Regions from separate parts of the Mus musculus genome. Here all the other regions are linked to region 1. A link is a contact called in public promoter capture Hi-C data. All regions are on one chromosome and are shown on one strand. Each heading gives the region's core, a stretch centred on a gene start, on an enhancer-like site or on the middle of the called end of the contact. The rest is flanking DNA. Distances are from core to core; before and after follow the strand shown. Region 1 holds the start of Sec23a (SEC23 homolog A, COPII coat complex component). Region 2 holds the start of Slc25a21 (solute carrier family 25 (mitochondrial oxodicarboxylate carrier), member 21). Region 3 overlaps Mipol1 (mirror-image polydactyly 1). Region 4 has its middle 7.0 kb from the start of Gm20016.

Region 1 (3,758 bases), core at 862-3,361:
ATATGATAGGAAAATGTTCGTGTTGTATATGTGTGTGTTGTTAAAATATTCCCAGGTGGTTGGTTAAACTCACAGAAATGTTCACACTTTGCTTCCTTTTCAACTTCTTTGGGTCAATCTGGGCTACCACAACATCTGGACATTGGGCTGCTTCGATCCTACAATTAAGTAATACATACATGATACTTATTATTTCGCTTTGTAGAATAGAGAGATGTGTTTTACTTTATTATGAAATGGGAAATAAAAGTGCAAGCTCCCAATGAAAAAACGAAACGCCTGACACCTAGATGAAAAGCAAAGAAATTTAAGAACACACGTCTTAACGTGCAATCAAGTTCAAAAGTTATCTGCCAACCGTAGGGTGTAATAAGATCTTAAATTTCCCGGACCTCCCGAAAGATAGGAACGCAAACAGAGGAGGGACTGTTGCACACCAAGGGTCAGGCGCGGCACCAGGGCTGTACACAGGGGCACGACAACCAGCCCACTCGCACGGGGCGAAATCACTCACTGCACTCTCCTCAGATATTCCTGAGGCGTCCTGGGGGGGACCGAGGGATCGAAACCTTCCGTCAAGTCACAGGGCTCCACAGGTAACAACCGTGGCATCAACTCTTCCACCGCAGACTCGGCTGGAACCCACGCCATGGTTCTCGCTCCCGCCAGTCTCAATCGGCGCCCAGAGTAGGCACGGCGCAGGCGCCTAAGCGACCTCCGCCGAGGCCACCGGCTACAGGCGCAAGGGGGCGGAGCCACACAAGAAACCTGCTGGTTGCATCAAGCTTATGGCACCGGTGGTGGAATGTAGCGCTCGAGAATAATTCCTGGCAGAAGTGGTTCCTGAAGAGTTTCTAGGTCGCTCTGTCTAATCCCATTTTCTCGTCTAAAGCTTGGGTAGGCGGCAGGGACTGAGGATGAACTTTGAAATCTTTAATATTTTTAAAATTAATGAACAATATCGCTATAATCGTCATTTTTAGAGTACTAAAGCCTTTAACCATTTGTAAACACGTTACATTCGTCTAAATCTTACAACCCCTTAGGGTGGTGTCTTTCTGACTTCGCGGGGAACAGAGTGGATGAATGCAGAACTTTTTGTTTTGTTTTTCACTTTTTCGGATAGCATCTTAAAGTTTAGTTGAGGCTGTTCTGGAACTCATTAGGTAGCTCAAGGAGTCTCAAACTTGTAGTGATCCGATCCCCTGGCCTCAGCTTCTGGAGTACCAAGTATCACACGAGGATAATTTTTAGGTTTTTGAGACTGTCTCTTCTGTGGCTTAGAAGGGTCTACAGTTTGCAGTGTAACGTAAGCTGGGCTGCCTTTTTTTTTTTTTTTTTTTTTTTTTTTTTAACCTTGACTATTGAGATTACAGGCATGAACCATCACCACTAGCCGAGTGAGATACTTAAAAACTTTAAAATTACTATTTTGCGATTGCTTGTGGGTCGGTGAGGAGGTCAGAATACAACTTCTGGGAGTAAAGTTTCTTTTTCTGCCTTATGAGTTCTAGGCAAGTGAGGTCCCTGAGCCAAGCCTTCTCATTGGCTCTTGACAACACACAGACGAAAACCCAAAATTAGAGGAGAATCCGAGCATCTATTTTCTAGCGAATACTTCAAATAATTGTTAACTCGTGCTTCGTTCTTTCTCCTCTTTGGACACGGATACAATGTCAGGAAAAAAACTTGCAAGAGCCTTTTCTATATACTAGAAAACAAAAACAATCGTTCAAGCAAACAGTAGACGTGAAAGCTACATCTGGTGGTTAACATTTTTTTTCTTTTTTTCTGGGGCTAGCAATGCCCTAGTCAGGTATTTTAACCTTAATCCTACACACGGCCTCGAGCGGCCACATCCCACCCTTTATTACTCCGGTTACCTCCCTTCCTCCACCGCCCTGGCTATCGCATCGCTTCCTGCTAGCCCCGCCCCTTCCTGAATTGTCCCCGCCCTCCGCTTTGCTTGGCCGTCTTTCACGCTCGCCCCACCCTCTTTATTACTCCCGGTTCATCTTTTCCGCCACTCAACGCGCCCATTACCTCCTGCGCGCCCCGCCTCTTCCGGGACTGTTCCCGCCCCTTCGCTGGTCGCCCCTCCCCGCCTCCTCCCCTTTGACGTGGCAGAGGCGGCACCAGCCATGTTGTCCTGGCCCAGGCCCTCCAAGAGGCCGGGGGCGGGGCGGGGCCGCCCCTGATTGCGGTGCCACGGCTGCTACAGGGCTTTGGAGCGGACTGACGACTGTGCAAGGCGGAGGCTGTGGCCGTCACGGAGCTTCTAGGTAGGTACTGTGGTAAGGACTAGCGTGGCAGCCACCTCTGCTCCACCGGGGTCTTAGTCGGAGCTGGGAGGCGGGCGGCGGGCCGGAGTGTCAGGATTGTTGGCTCTGTCCCGGCTGTGCTCTCGCATAAGCAGCGGGGCGTGCCGGAGGCTGTGGCCCAGCGCCGAACCGAGATCGCTGAACCCTGTGCTTGTCATGGCGACGGAGCGCCCTCGTCTTTAGTCCTCTTAGTTTAGGTGGAAGGACCGTAGCAGGATGGAGACCGAGGGTCTGAGCATCTGGCTCTGCACCCACCCCCACCTCCTGGGTGACACGCTTTGCCAACCCTGCCCAAGGCTCCTGTGCCCTGGGGCCTCTAGGTTCGTTTCTTGACTGCCCAGGAGTGCCCTAGACTTTGAACCCAGGTGACTACATCACCTGTAATTCGGCCTTGGGCCTTATAAAGGTTAAAGAAAAAACCACCAGGTATAGCTAGTGCCTGGGGCCTTGATTATTAATGATCAGGTTTCAGAACTGAGCAATACCATGCACTGGGGCATTTATTCTGTCTGTAGAGCTTTACTGTTTGTGGGAGAGGAACAGGAAGAGGTAAATAAATCCATAGGTAGAGTAGAGTTGGAGATGTCTAATTCATCTCGTCAGCTAAACTTCTGTCCTGTCTTAACACAACCCCACCCTAAACCACGGATAGCTAGGCACATTTACTGAAAGAAATTTAAATTTAAATGTATACTAACATCTTCCTTCTTTCCAGCATCATCAGAGGGCCTTTGTTTTTTAATTGTTTCAATGACCAATTTTATTATTGCCCCCAAAATTCTCACATAACTGATGTGAAATTTGAAGGCCAGAGAAGTTTATTGCCCAAGAGCAAAAATTTGTTACTCAGTCTATTTCATTGGAAATTTTACAACTGGGCCTGGGAAGATGGCTCAGAAGTTAAGAGCACTGGTTGCTCATCCACATGAATACACACACATACACGGGCACAGAAACACACACTCACACAGAGAACTCACTACTGGCTTACAACCTCTTGTAATACACTTACACACACAGTGCCTCATTACCTATTTACAACGATTTGTAACACACCCACATACCTTTCATCTCAACCCCCAGCTCACTAGTGGTTAACAAGCAACTCCATTGGTAGAGGATCCACCACCCACTTCTGGCTTCCACAGGTACTGCACACACATAGTATACAGGCAGATACAGGCAAAACACCAATAGACAAAAATGAAATAAATATATATAAAAGAAAACTTGCAACTGAAATGTAGGGAGGTAAGGTGGTAACAGATAACTAATTTACTTAAAATTTGTATGTTTTCCCATTAGGAATGCATAAGGGGGTAAAAATGGAATAGAGAAAACCGATACTATGGGAAGCCTTTCAGGATGTAGGAAAGTGTTTGCTGTGTTATGATAAAGTGACATGAGGCTTTGACTCTATCAGGAGAAATTACTTAA
Region 2 (3,758 bases), core at 653-3,152, 1.8 Mb after region 1:
CCATCTGTACAGTTATAATGTACTCATATACATAAAATAAATAAATCTTTAAAAAAGATCCTATATTTAATTAGTAAAATATAGTTCTCAAAACCTTTTATTTGCTTAGTGATAGAGGAGCAGGAGAGAGGGCTTTTTTGTTTTTTTGTAACCAACTTCATTTTTGCCATTAGTTTTATTTTTATTTTTAATGATTTGATTTTGAGATTTTAATATGAGTACACGTTTCCCTTTCACTCCCTCCACATTCTCGCTTGGACTCTTTCTTGCTGTCTTTAAATCCATATTTTTTCATTAATTGCTGCCCCATGCATATGTTTATGTACATAATATACATTTCTAAATATAACCTGCTCAGTATGTATAATATGACTTGTATGTATGTTTTCAAGCCTGTCCATTTGGTATTGATGAATATTTTCAATCTGGAAAATTTTATTTTATTTTTTTGTTTTTTTCAAGACAGGGATTCTCTGTGTAGCCCTGGCTGTCCTGGAACTCACTCTGTAGACCAGGCTGGCCTCGAACTCAGAAATCCGCCTGCCTCTGCTTCCCAAGTGCTGGGATTAAAGGCGTGTGTCACCATGCCCAGTGGAAAATTTAAAAAAACAAACCATTTTTGTGTATCTGATCACATAAGCAACACATTTACCCAATTCCTCATGGTATGTAACTTTCCTAGTCAGGTGGTACAGGCACATAACTGTGTGTACATGTGGTGTGTGTGTCTGTACATATGGTATGTGTGTGTGTGTCTACATGTGGAGTGTGTATCCATGTGGTATATGCATACATGTGGTGTGTGTATGTGTGTGTCTATGTGGGGTGTGTGTGTCCATGTGGGAGATGTGTGTGTGTTCATGTGTGTGTCCATGTGGGGTGTGTGTCTGTACATGTGGTATGTATGCATGTGTATATGTGGTGTGTGTGTGTGCATGTGTGTATACATGTGGTGGTATGTGTGTGTGTGTGTGTATGTATGTCAGCAGATACATGCAACAGGAGTGTTTGGTAGCTAGAGGTTACTGTTGGGGATCTTCAGTTGTTCTCCATTTTACCTTTGGAGACAAGACCTATAACTGAACTGAACTGTTTGGCTAGACCTCACCAACCAGACAGCTCCAGGGATGTGCCTATCTTTGCATTCTCAGCGCTAGGATTACAGACCCAGACTAATACTGTCTTACATGTGCAGGGAAACTGGATTTTGGTCCTTAGGCTTGCATGGCAAGCACTTTACTGACTGAGCCATCTCCCCAGCTCACTACCACCGACATTTAATAGCTCAAAGAATGAAAATAAGATATAAGTATTCATTTCGTATATTTGATTTGACATTGTATTATTTTAAATTGCACATACCCATGTTTTTGACAGAGAACAACGGCAGTTTATATGGCCCAGAATATATGCATTAAACACTACGTTTTAGAAATAACAGCAGCGGGGTTTCCACAGTACTTTCTCTTATCATCTCCGGCCTGTCAGGGGTGTGGTGAGCGTTCTAAATATCTGACTCCTGTGTTTCTCTTATACTGCAGTTTGCACCTTGTGGTTCACTAACAGGCACTAACTGGTACTTTTGTTTTGTCAGTGATTCTAAAGAGCTAGTGTGAGTTAATTCCACATTTTGTAGAAAGAAATAAGCAGGTTATTGGTGCTCCTCTTTCATGTCTACCTACTGTTCCTAACAGAGAACTGCTTAAAACAGGTTTCTAGGCCCTAAGCCCAAAGAACTCGGCTTTCTGACAAGTCTGTCATATTGTGCGCAGCGTGGTGACCCTGTGAACTGGGCACAGGACACTTGAATAACAAGTCCTTTATGGTTTTCAGTAAGTAAAACTCAGTTTATTATGCATGAAATAAAAGTCCAAAACCACTTCCCCCGCACAGTTACTGCACTTTGTAAGTCAGATCTGCTCTGATCTAGTTGCTGTGGCCTTCAATTTCTGGTTGACTAACTTGGAGGAATTTCCTCACTATCCCTTCTTTTGAATAGTACCGTATTTTAGCCTGCCTGGAGGGCAAGGGTCACCCGCGGCTACATCACAGTCGCAGCTAGCTAAGGCAGCCCTTAGATAAGCAGCCAGCTAAACAAACTCCGCAGTAGGTCTCGATAGGCAAATTCATAAGCCCCTATCTTGAAGCTCGAGCCTGACCCACCGAGCTAGGTCAAGTCTACCCAGCCCCCAGTTGTCAGTGTTCCCCCTCCGGTGCCCCGGTGGAAAGGGCAGCCTTAGGCAGCGCTGGGCAAGTTCGGACCCCCTCCGCCAACCTCGCGGCGACTCGGTGCCCGAACCGCCGCCTTTAGCTGGATCGCAGCCACACCGGGAAGAGTTCAGCCCCAGGACCGACGGGGCCCGGTCTCCATCGGCGGCGGCCTTCAGAGGAGCTCGCTCGGGCAACTTGGTCACCCGGTCCCCTGGTCGCGAAGATGTCGGCCTCCAACGTCAGCTTACTGCACGAGACCTCCAGGCAGGTCGCGGCCGGAGGGTCTGCAGGTAAGGCTGTCCGCTCGCTCCCCGCGCGCCCGCCGCTCCTCCGCCGCACCACCCGACAACTGTCCCCCAGGCTCGCCTTCCAACCGAAGTTTTGTGTGCGAGTGCGTCCTCCTAAATCTTCTACTCTGACTCCTCTGCGAAGAGCCGAGCAGCCGGCGGCGGCTCTTTTGGGTGCAGTCCCCACTAGCTGCTCTGCTCTAGGGTCCCCGGGGGTTCTCTGTTCCTAGAATGGAGCATGAAAGGATTCGCCAGTCCCTGAAACTTACTGTGACTTTGAGAAAGCTTCCCCCTCCCGTCCTTTTCTTCGCTTTGACAGCTATTTTACACAAAAAAGGATTCAGTTCCAGTTCGGTCTTACTTAAGTTTCTTAGCAAGTTTCTTCCAAGGCCCAAGCTAAAGAGGATCTTAGCATAGCTCTCTTCGCAGGGATTCTTTTTACTGCGCTTCTTGGGGATCTATGCACGCCATAAATATATTAAAATTAAACGCTCGTGCTAACAAATGTAAACACCTTTGATGTAATGGACTCACATTAATCTGTGGAGAGCTATGATGTGGGAGAGACTTTACAAAAAGATCTGTTAAAGCCAGCTTGGTAATAATTACTGTGCAACTTGGAAGAAGTTGCTCGCCATTAAATTATGCGTATGCCTAATTTTTAATATTTTTAATATTAGGCTGTAACAGTTCATAAGTTTTGTTATTTTAATAAATTATTATAACAATGAAATAGTATTAAAGTTGACTAAAAGATACTCAATATATACTTAGTAACATTTACTTTCAAGAAAATATGAACTTTTAAATAATGGAGTGCTTCAAACTCTGAGTAGTTTTATGTCATGAACTAGCTGCATCTCTGGGGTATCAAAAGCATCCAGATATGTCACATAATTTGCGTACTTTAACAAGATACAGTTATGAAAATGAAATATATATATATATATATATATATATATATATATATATATATATATATGCTTGACCATAGGGAAAGCAAAGTTGCTTAACATCCCAGGCTGTGCCCAGTGACTTACAGGTATCTCTGTTGGTTTGTATAATCACAACATGTATAGTCACAGTTATACTCAAAGACTGTTAAAAAATAAATCAGACTCTAATCCTGTTTATGCTGCATATTTCTGGATAAATATTTGGCACAGATGCATTTATGCCATCATGTATCATCATCATCATCATCATCATCATCATCATTATTATTATTATTTATTTATTTATTTATTTATTTATTTATTT
Region 3 (3,758 bases), core at 694-3,193, 1.7 Mb after region 1:
AAGAATAAAGCTAGAAGAGGTTGGGGCTACATTGTGTCTTTCTGTTTTGTTTTAATCTTTTGAATAAAGGTAGAACTTGGTGACTGTTATATCAATATTTCCTTCTGGGAGACTAAAGGAAAAAGTTTTATATGTGCTTTAAAAAAAGAAAAGAAATATATTCTTTGTCAAAACAATACAGACAAATAGTATATGGATACATGAAAAACAAAAAATTTTAAATATATTTATATTTGAATATGCTTAAATAGGTACTGTATTTTTCTTTAAAATGGACACAAATGAAATTACTTGCTGTGAATTAATTATCTACAGAAAAGATCTTAGAGTTAGACAGAGATGGTGACAATCAGAGAAAGAAATGTTCATATCTGTAAGTATAATGTTATTTTACTGTGTGTCTTCATTTTTATTTAAAATTTAAATATTTATAAGTAACTCTGTGATTTGCCTGGGAACCATTAAGGCATCACATTCCACCAGAGAGAGCCAATACAAATAGAAAGGAAGCTATCTTTAATGACTCTCTTGAAACACTGAAAACATTATTGCCCAACCAGCCTTTTGTACTTACAGTTTGTTACCGTTATTTGCTTGCTTGGGTTATGTATATGAAAAAGCTCAAAATATATTAATACCTATGTATGGTAGGGGTTCCTGGCATTTAACCAAGTTTGTATTACAGGCCTGAAGAATACGTCTAGGGCCTTGCACATAGGCACGGTATTGATGCTACATACCATCCCTTGGATCTTTTCAGCATGCTGTCCTTGAACTCTACATAGAGCAGGATGGTTTCAAATTCAAGTCTTTCTGGCTTAGGCCCCTGAGCAGAGGGATCACAGGCTCATTTAAAAGGATATATCAACATGTCTGACACAACTGTTTCTTAAAATTGTATTTCTTGGACCAACAAGAAACCTCTCCTCAGAATTCAGGAGTCGAAAGTTTTAAAATGTATAATGAAAATAAATTATTCTACATTATGACTATTTTGCTACATCATATAATTCCTCTTAAGTATGTTACTTTAGTCATAACAAGTTTCTTTTCTTTTTTTTTTTTTTTAAGACTACTTCCTATCAGTAAAGCCATTGTGATAAAGACTGTATCTGTCAACTTGGCTAGATATCGGCTGCTTAATCAAGGAATATGTCCTGAGTATGTATCTGGATAAGTCCGACATCTGAAATCAACAGACTTGGTAAAATAGACTGCCCTTCCTTATTAGTGGGCTGTACAGTCAGTCAGTGGAAGACCTGCAGAACAAAACAAAAGGCCTGCAGAGAGAAAACTGTCTGACTGTCTTCAGACGGCAACAGTCTTCACACTCAGTGCTAGCTTTGTTTGGTCAAGGATGCTGGGCTTCATACTCGGAACTACACCATAAGGGCCCCTGGTTCTCGGGCCTACAGACTGGGGATGGAACTATGCTACAGGGCCTCCATACTTACCAGGGAACTGCAAATCGTGTGACTTGTCAGCATTCATAAAGCCACGTGCCAATTCCTTACACTCTCAATCCCATGCATTCACTCAAACTCATTCACTCCTCTAACACCCCTCCCCTCTCTGAGCAACCCCAATAGTCATGACAGGTCATCAAATTAGGGAAAAAAAATGAACATCTACTGTTCTACATTTTCAAAATTTACAAAGAAGATGAACATATGCCGTTTTGAAATATAACTAATCCAAGTTACAAATAACACTTGAGAATACATAACATGGCACAGCCCAGTGATTAAAAAAAAAAAAAAAAAAGCAAAACTTTAAAACTAGTATTATTTTCAGAGGGCTAATCATATACCAGGATTTTATAAAATATCCTGAAACGTTTTGCCCCAAGCCAAACTAAACTAAATCACTTAATCTACAACAGAACAGACTATAAAAACAGCCAGCTTATAGAATAGTTTCTTGGGGGAACAAACAGCCTGTTTTCTTAAGATTCATGTGAGTGCCAAGTTCTGATGCAATGGCATACTCCTGCACACAAAAGCTTACATTGCCACACAACCAACTGGAGTTCTTGGCATAGCAAAGGTAAAAAGCATTAGAGCAAGTCAAATCAATCTCTAATGACAATTGTTAAGCACAGCCACTTGAAATCAAGTAAAACAGCTACCAGAGAAATCCTTCTAAAATAAATTTTAAAACTAAGCATAGAGAGTATCCAAATGACTCTACATCACATTAATAACTAGTTTTCTATCACTGAAAAAAAACCCACTTAATACTCCATAGTTTTAAAAGGTTAACTATAAACTGTTACCGAGAAAAACATTAGCAGAGGCATGTTTATGAGAATAGGTACAGTGCTGACTAATACAAAGAGTTAAACTCAGTCTTGAACACGTGAACAGCTCCATAACTCATAGTGTTTAGTTAAGTAAGTCCCAAAGACAGCATAACCAACTTGTTTCTAATAAGCAGTGGTGCATGCAAGCTATGCATTTGACAGTGTCAATTGTAAAGCTTCTAAATTAATGGAATACAACTGCTAGAAACAAGATTTAAATATACTAAAATAACTATCTGGATTATAGCTTGAATTTCTTATATAATAACAACAAGGTTGCAGCTAATACCATCCATATTTCAGAGAAACTACAACAACCTTGAGTAATTTTTAGAGTCAACTTAATAAGCTAACAAACTATTCCATTAATAAAAAGTACGTATATAATCCTAAAATAGTTATTCTATAGCTAAGATTAAAATAATCAATGTGGCAAGGAAAACCATAAATAAGAGGTCAACCTATAAGGGTTTTTTTTTTTTTTGAAGAAGAAGAAGAAGAAAGAAAATGTAATTACAAATTAAATTTGTTATGATATCTCTGTTTTACCAAACTATAAAGAGTTTTTGGGGCTAGAGAGATGATTCAGTGGTTAAGAGCACTCACTGCTCTTCCAAAAGGACCTGAGTTCAATTCCCAGCACCCACATGGCAGCCGACACCTGTCTGATGTTGTCCTCTGGTGTGCAGATATACATGCATACAAAGTACCCAAATACATAAAGAAACAAGCCTTTAAAAAGGTGTTTCTTAGGACAGAGATGTACACTTTCAATCAAAACTTTTTTTAATTTTCAAAAACTATCTCAAATTAGAAAATTAACTGAATTTAAAATATTACCTACAAAATTAAGGAATACAATTGTACAGAATCCAGAAAAAGTATTTAATAAACTAATTAATATATGCTATTTTTTCAAGTTCTTCGTGTTTTTATTTATTTATTTATTAGGTATTTTCCTCATTTACATTTTCAATGCTATCCCAAAAGTCCCCCATACCCACCCCCCCAATCCCCTACCCACCCACTCCCCGTTTTTGGCCCTGGGGTTCCCCTGTACTGGGGCATATAAAGTTTGCAAGTCCAATGGGCCTCTCTTTCCAGTGATGGCCGACTAGGCCATCTTTTGATACATATGCAGCTAGAGTCAAGAGCTCCGGGGTACTGGTTAGTTCATATTGTTGTTCCACCTATAGGGTTGCAGTTCCCTTTAGCTCCTTGGGTAATTTCTCTAGCTCCTCCATTGGGGGCCCTATGATCCATCCAATAGCTGACTGTGATCATCCACTTCTGTGTTTGCTAGGCCCCGGCATATTCTCACAAGAGACAGTTATATCTGGGTCCTTTCAGCAAAATCTTGCTAGTGTATACAATGGTGTCAGCGTTTGGAAGCTGATTATGGGATGTCTTCGTGTTTTATTTATAAAGAATTGAGTACAATTAATGTAGCCCATAT
Region 4 (3,758 bases), core at 385-2,884, 1.5 Mb after region 1:
GCTGTTTGGTATTAGACCTCTCAGAGTTCACATCTGGATAAGGCTGATGATCACTCCATATCCCCACCTCCCTCTAGTTTACATAGCATCTTCCAGCACTGTGAAGGCTGGACAGTAGGGAATGAACCTTCCAGGGCAATGTCAACTCGATTTCTCCATGCCCAGTGACTCAAGTATGTGGTACCTTCAGCAAGAGGATCTGACTCCTAAGTTTCTGAGGGTAACCAAGAGCATTGTCTGTACTATTTAGAGGTTGTCTATCGAATCTCACTGGCCAAGAACTCCAAAATCAGTAGCACTGGGCTTTTCCATTGTTAGCCTGTGATACACAGTAGGGACGTCACATTTTTGTTATATGGTAAGTCCATTTAAACTCGCTAGGTACATGTCATACGGTTATATTATTTTAGGAAGCTTCTATAGTGGTAAGTTTCCGTACACTCTTTTAAGTGTTTGCATGTGATCTTTTTGATCCTTAGTGTTATTCCTCTCTGTACTACTGTCTTTATCCTGTCTGCCTCCCTCTTACCACAGTTTAACCCCTCCCGTTCCATTACTCCTCTTTAAGCCTTTATAGCACTCATTTCTATCTCCCTTCTCTTGAAAATCATCCCTGATGGCCCTATATTAACTTACAAGAGCTTGTGGGAGCCACGGAGCTGGTGGAAGAGGTCTGCTTTGGGACTTAAGGCACAGTGTAGCCCCGCTCATGCTGCAGCTCCAGAGAGACTGAGCGGGTAGGAACTTCAGTTCAGATGGAATAGCTTAGGGAGGCTTGTAGGGTACCTCATAGGTTTGCTCTTATCAACCTTTATCTGTATTAAGGAAATAATAAATAGTTTGTAACTTGATCTTCTTCACTGCAATATATTTCACAATGAATGCCTAGTACAATGTCTTCAGTATTGTATACTTATAAATTTGATTAAGATCAATGTGTAGGAACTGTATTAAAACATGTAGGATTTGAGATAAGGAATTTTATGTGACTAAAAAGTAAACACAAGTTTTAGATACATTGGTGCATTTAGATAGTTGGTGCATTAAAATGTATCCTTGTTAATAGCTGGATAGTTAAGCGGGTGGCTTCCCAAGTGCCAGCATATTGTGAAAACACACCAGAGAACAGCAGAATCAAGGGTGAGCATAGGAAGGCTGCGCGGTAAAAATCACTTTCATGATTCTTAAAAATACACATTTGTCATTGTCAAGTTTGTGAAGACCTACATTAAAAACAACTTCAACCTCTATAGATGTAAACTCATCCTAAGGAACGCAGTGAAAGAGAAGCTTTTCAGTAAGGGCTATTTCAGTAAAAGGATTACAAAACATTTGGTAACTTGAGACGCTAGTTTGGAACGTAGGCTACTAGTTCAAATGTGCAAGCTCCAACTTAACAAATGTTTAAAATATTTGAGTTTTAGAATGGTGCCAAAATAAATCACATCTTTTCTGGAGATGACATATTTAGCTAAGCATGGGCAATATAAATCTTTCAACCAGTTCATGTATTTGTTTAAAAGCCCCAGAAACCACATGCGCTTCCAACCAAACATGCACAAAATGCTGCTCGCTGGAGCCTGACAACCGACTTACAAATCAATTTTAAACAGGCAAATAGGCTTTTGTGTTTATTTGTGGTTATGTATGTAATAACCAGATTCAGAGGTTAACTGTAAATGAGTTACCAAAAACACACTAATATATGTGAAAAATTTGTGAACGACGCAAACTGCATGTAAGATGACTGAACATCTGTTATGGTTATTACATCATATAATGCCTTATGTATAATCACCATTTGACAATGGGAACTTCAAGAAGTTATTATAATCTCTAAAAAACTAGATGCAGATTAATTTCTATGTACCCTTTTGCTTATCAAGTCTATAAATCTTTTAAATCTTTTAAACCTTTTTTTTGTGTGTGAAATAAGCAAATTCTATTAGTAAGTTATCCAATAAGATTCTTCAGTTTATTTTGATAAGGAAACACACAAAATAGAAGCTTAAAATATTTATTTCAAAAAGTTTTTTTGTTAATTAGTTTAAAACACAATGGCTTATTTATCAAACTCAAAGTTATTATGTATTAATCATTAATTTTGTTGCAATGCTTATATGTTTCTTATAACCCACCACTTTACCTGTAACTGTTTTATTTATTTATTTTTTATCAAATATGCGTTGTAGGAAGCAGAGTGTGTTGGAAATATACATTACCACTTTTGTAACACTGCAGCATTGGGTTTTAGCAACAGACCAAATGAAAGGTAGTTTAGAATACGCCTACCTATGTCTAAGTGAATGTTGAGGCAAAGCACTTGTTCTATAGTACACAGAGGTGACAGTAATATCAAGGGATTTGCATATGTAGTTCATGTTGAACTACACAGAAAGAGATGTATCTAATCTTTAGATCACTAGAGAACTCATGCCTATCTGTAAAGAACAATGGTAGCAGAGATGACAGAACTTAAAAATGTATCTTTCAAGACATTGCTTCTAATTGCTGCCCTATTTAACTTTTTATTTATGGTGTGTGTGTGCTTGCTTAACTTTTGTGTGTTTGTGTGAATACAGGTGCCCACGGAGGCCAGAGGGTGTTGTATCTTGCAGATAAGAGCTATAGAAAGCTATGAGGCACCTGACTTGGGTAATGGGAACCAACCTGGGTTTTCTGCAAGAACAATAAATGACTTGACCATGAGGGCATCTCTGTAGCAGAGACATTAAAATCTTTGCTGTGCTCGAGTGGATTTCTCTGTACCAATAATTACCCAGATAGCACAAAATTTAGTTGCTAGGCTATTAAATTAAAAATAAAGATCCAAAGTTGGGGCAGATAAGGATTTGGTGAAGGATCTTGGAAGAGCTAAGGGGAGCAGGTAGGGATAAATATTAAAATACACTGTAGGAGATATTCAAAGAATCAATAAAAATATCTGGAAAAATTAAAAAGAAAAATATTTGCTATACTATTCTTTTCCTACAGTGAGGCTTAGAGACCTATAGTTCCAGTGGGGGATAGTTTCAAGACCTCAGTCCTCTGGGAAGTTCCAAAAGGCTCTGTATTTGTTTCCTTATCAGAATCAAAATAATTAACAATGACCATACAACAATAAAATCAATACTAAAATCCATATAGTTATCATGCGGCTGCTGCTAGAGCCAAATATAAAACGATGTGGAGTATGATTTGCAGGTCATGTGTTACAACCAACAGTAACCTCTTCTTCAAATGGGTTGCTTGTTTTTCTAAGACGTGAACTATCATGCTGCTATAGGAACAGCCTTGGTGATGCTTACGGCAAACTCAAGGAAACTCTGCAAACGGAATTCTTTAATAGATGCCCTGCTTTTTAATAAGTGGATTTTTCAGTGATTATGGTTATTCCTCCACATAAAAAGTAGTGATGACTCAGAAGAGTGTTGGTGGGCATTTTTATGTGTAAGGACTCAAGACAAAAGTTGTCCGGGACATTTCTGAATGATTTGGGGAACCTATTCGTAAATGTGGTGGATGTTAGAAGTGCTCCATGAGTTTCATTTTATAATCTCTTGCTCTGTACAACAGCACAGGAACCGGTTGCTCGAAGTGACACTGGAAGTTATAAAATAGTTTTATTTGTGCTCAGTGTTCTAAGACTTCAGAGTAAATAACTTCAGGAAAGTGTCTGTTTCTAAAGGCTAAACGAAAAATTCAACTTCTGCCGGTGACTGTGTTAAAAACATTCAGGAATGGATATTTTCTATACT

The links. Promoter capture Hi-C pulls out the DNA fragments that hold promoters and counts their contacts.
Region 2: a contact with region 1 is called in a promoter capture Hi-C map of pre-B cells. The contact joins the promoter of Slc25a21 here to the promoter of Sec23a in region 1. A contact is called at or near these places in 6 of 39 promoter capture datasets (the C10 cell line, cranial neural crest, frontonasal cranial neural crest and 3 more).
Region 3: a contact with region 1 is called in a promoter capture Hi-C map of hippocampal neurons, with 6 times the contacts expected there. The contact joins the enhancer-like site here to the promoter of Sec23a in region 1. A contact is called at or near these places in 8 of 39 promoter capture datasets (the 3T3-L1 cell line, the C10 cell line, cranial neural crest and 5 more), 6 of 115 datasets of contacts at active chromatin or transcription factors (the 230-238 cell line, astrocytes, forebrain and 3 more) and 1 of 9 other capture datasets (pancreatic islet).
Region 4: a promoter capture Hi-C map of liver shows a contact between it and region 1, with 2.4 times the contacts expected there. The contact joins the enhancer-like site here to the promoter of Sec23a in region 1. A contact is called at or near these places in 4 of 39 promoter capture datasets (the 3T3-L1 cell line, cranial neural crest, hippocampal neurons and 1 more) and 3 of 115 datasets of contacts at active chromatin or transcription factors (embryonic stem cells, pancreatic cancer cells and stem cell-derived neural progenitor cells).

Annotation. Positions count from the first base shown.
Region 1 is chr12:59,010,370-59,014,127 of GRCm38.p6, reverse strand. Sec23a (SEC23 homolog A, COPII coat complex component) reads left to right here and starts at 2,111. Exons shown (of 20, transcript NM_009147.2): 1 at 2,111-2,282. It overlaps Gemin2 (gem nuclear organelle associated protein 2), which reads right to left and starts at 737. Exons shown (of 10, transcript NM_025656.5): 1 at 515-737; 2 at 74-158. The coding sequence starts at 651.
Region 2 is chr12:57,195,616-57,199,373 of GRCm38.p6, reverse strand. It overlaps Slc25a21 (solute carrier family 25 (mitochondrial oxodicarboxylate carrier), member 21), which reads left to right and starts at 1,902. Exons shown (of 10, transcript NM_172577.3): 1 at 1,902-2,501. The coding sequence starts at 2,435.
Region 3 is chr12:57,273,881-57,277,638 of GRCm38.p6, reverse strand. All of the region lies in intron 1 of Mipol1 (mirror-image polydactyly 1), which reads right to left. Among named protein-coding and RNA genes, the nearest start is that of Mipol1, 45 kb to the right of the region's middle. Within about 2 kb of position 1,943, at least 3 of the 459 cell types and tissues checked have an H3K27ac peak or open chromatin away from gene starts, as enhancers often do.
Region 4 is chr12:57,498,222-57,501,979 of GRCm38.p6, reverse strand. No RefSeq gene overlaps it. Among named protein-coding and RNA genes, the nearest start is that of Gm20016, 7.0 kb to the left of the region's middle. Within about 2 kb of position 1,634, at least 2 of the 459 cell types and tissues checked have an H3K27ac peak or open chromatin away from gene starts, as enhancers often do.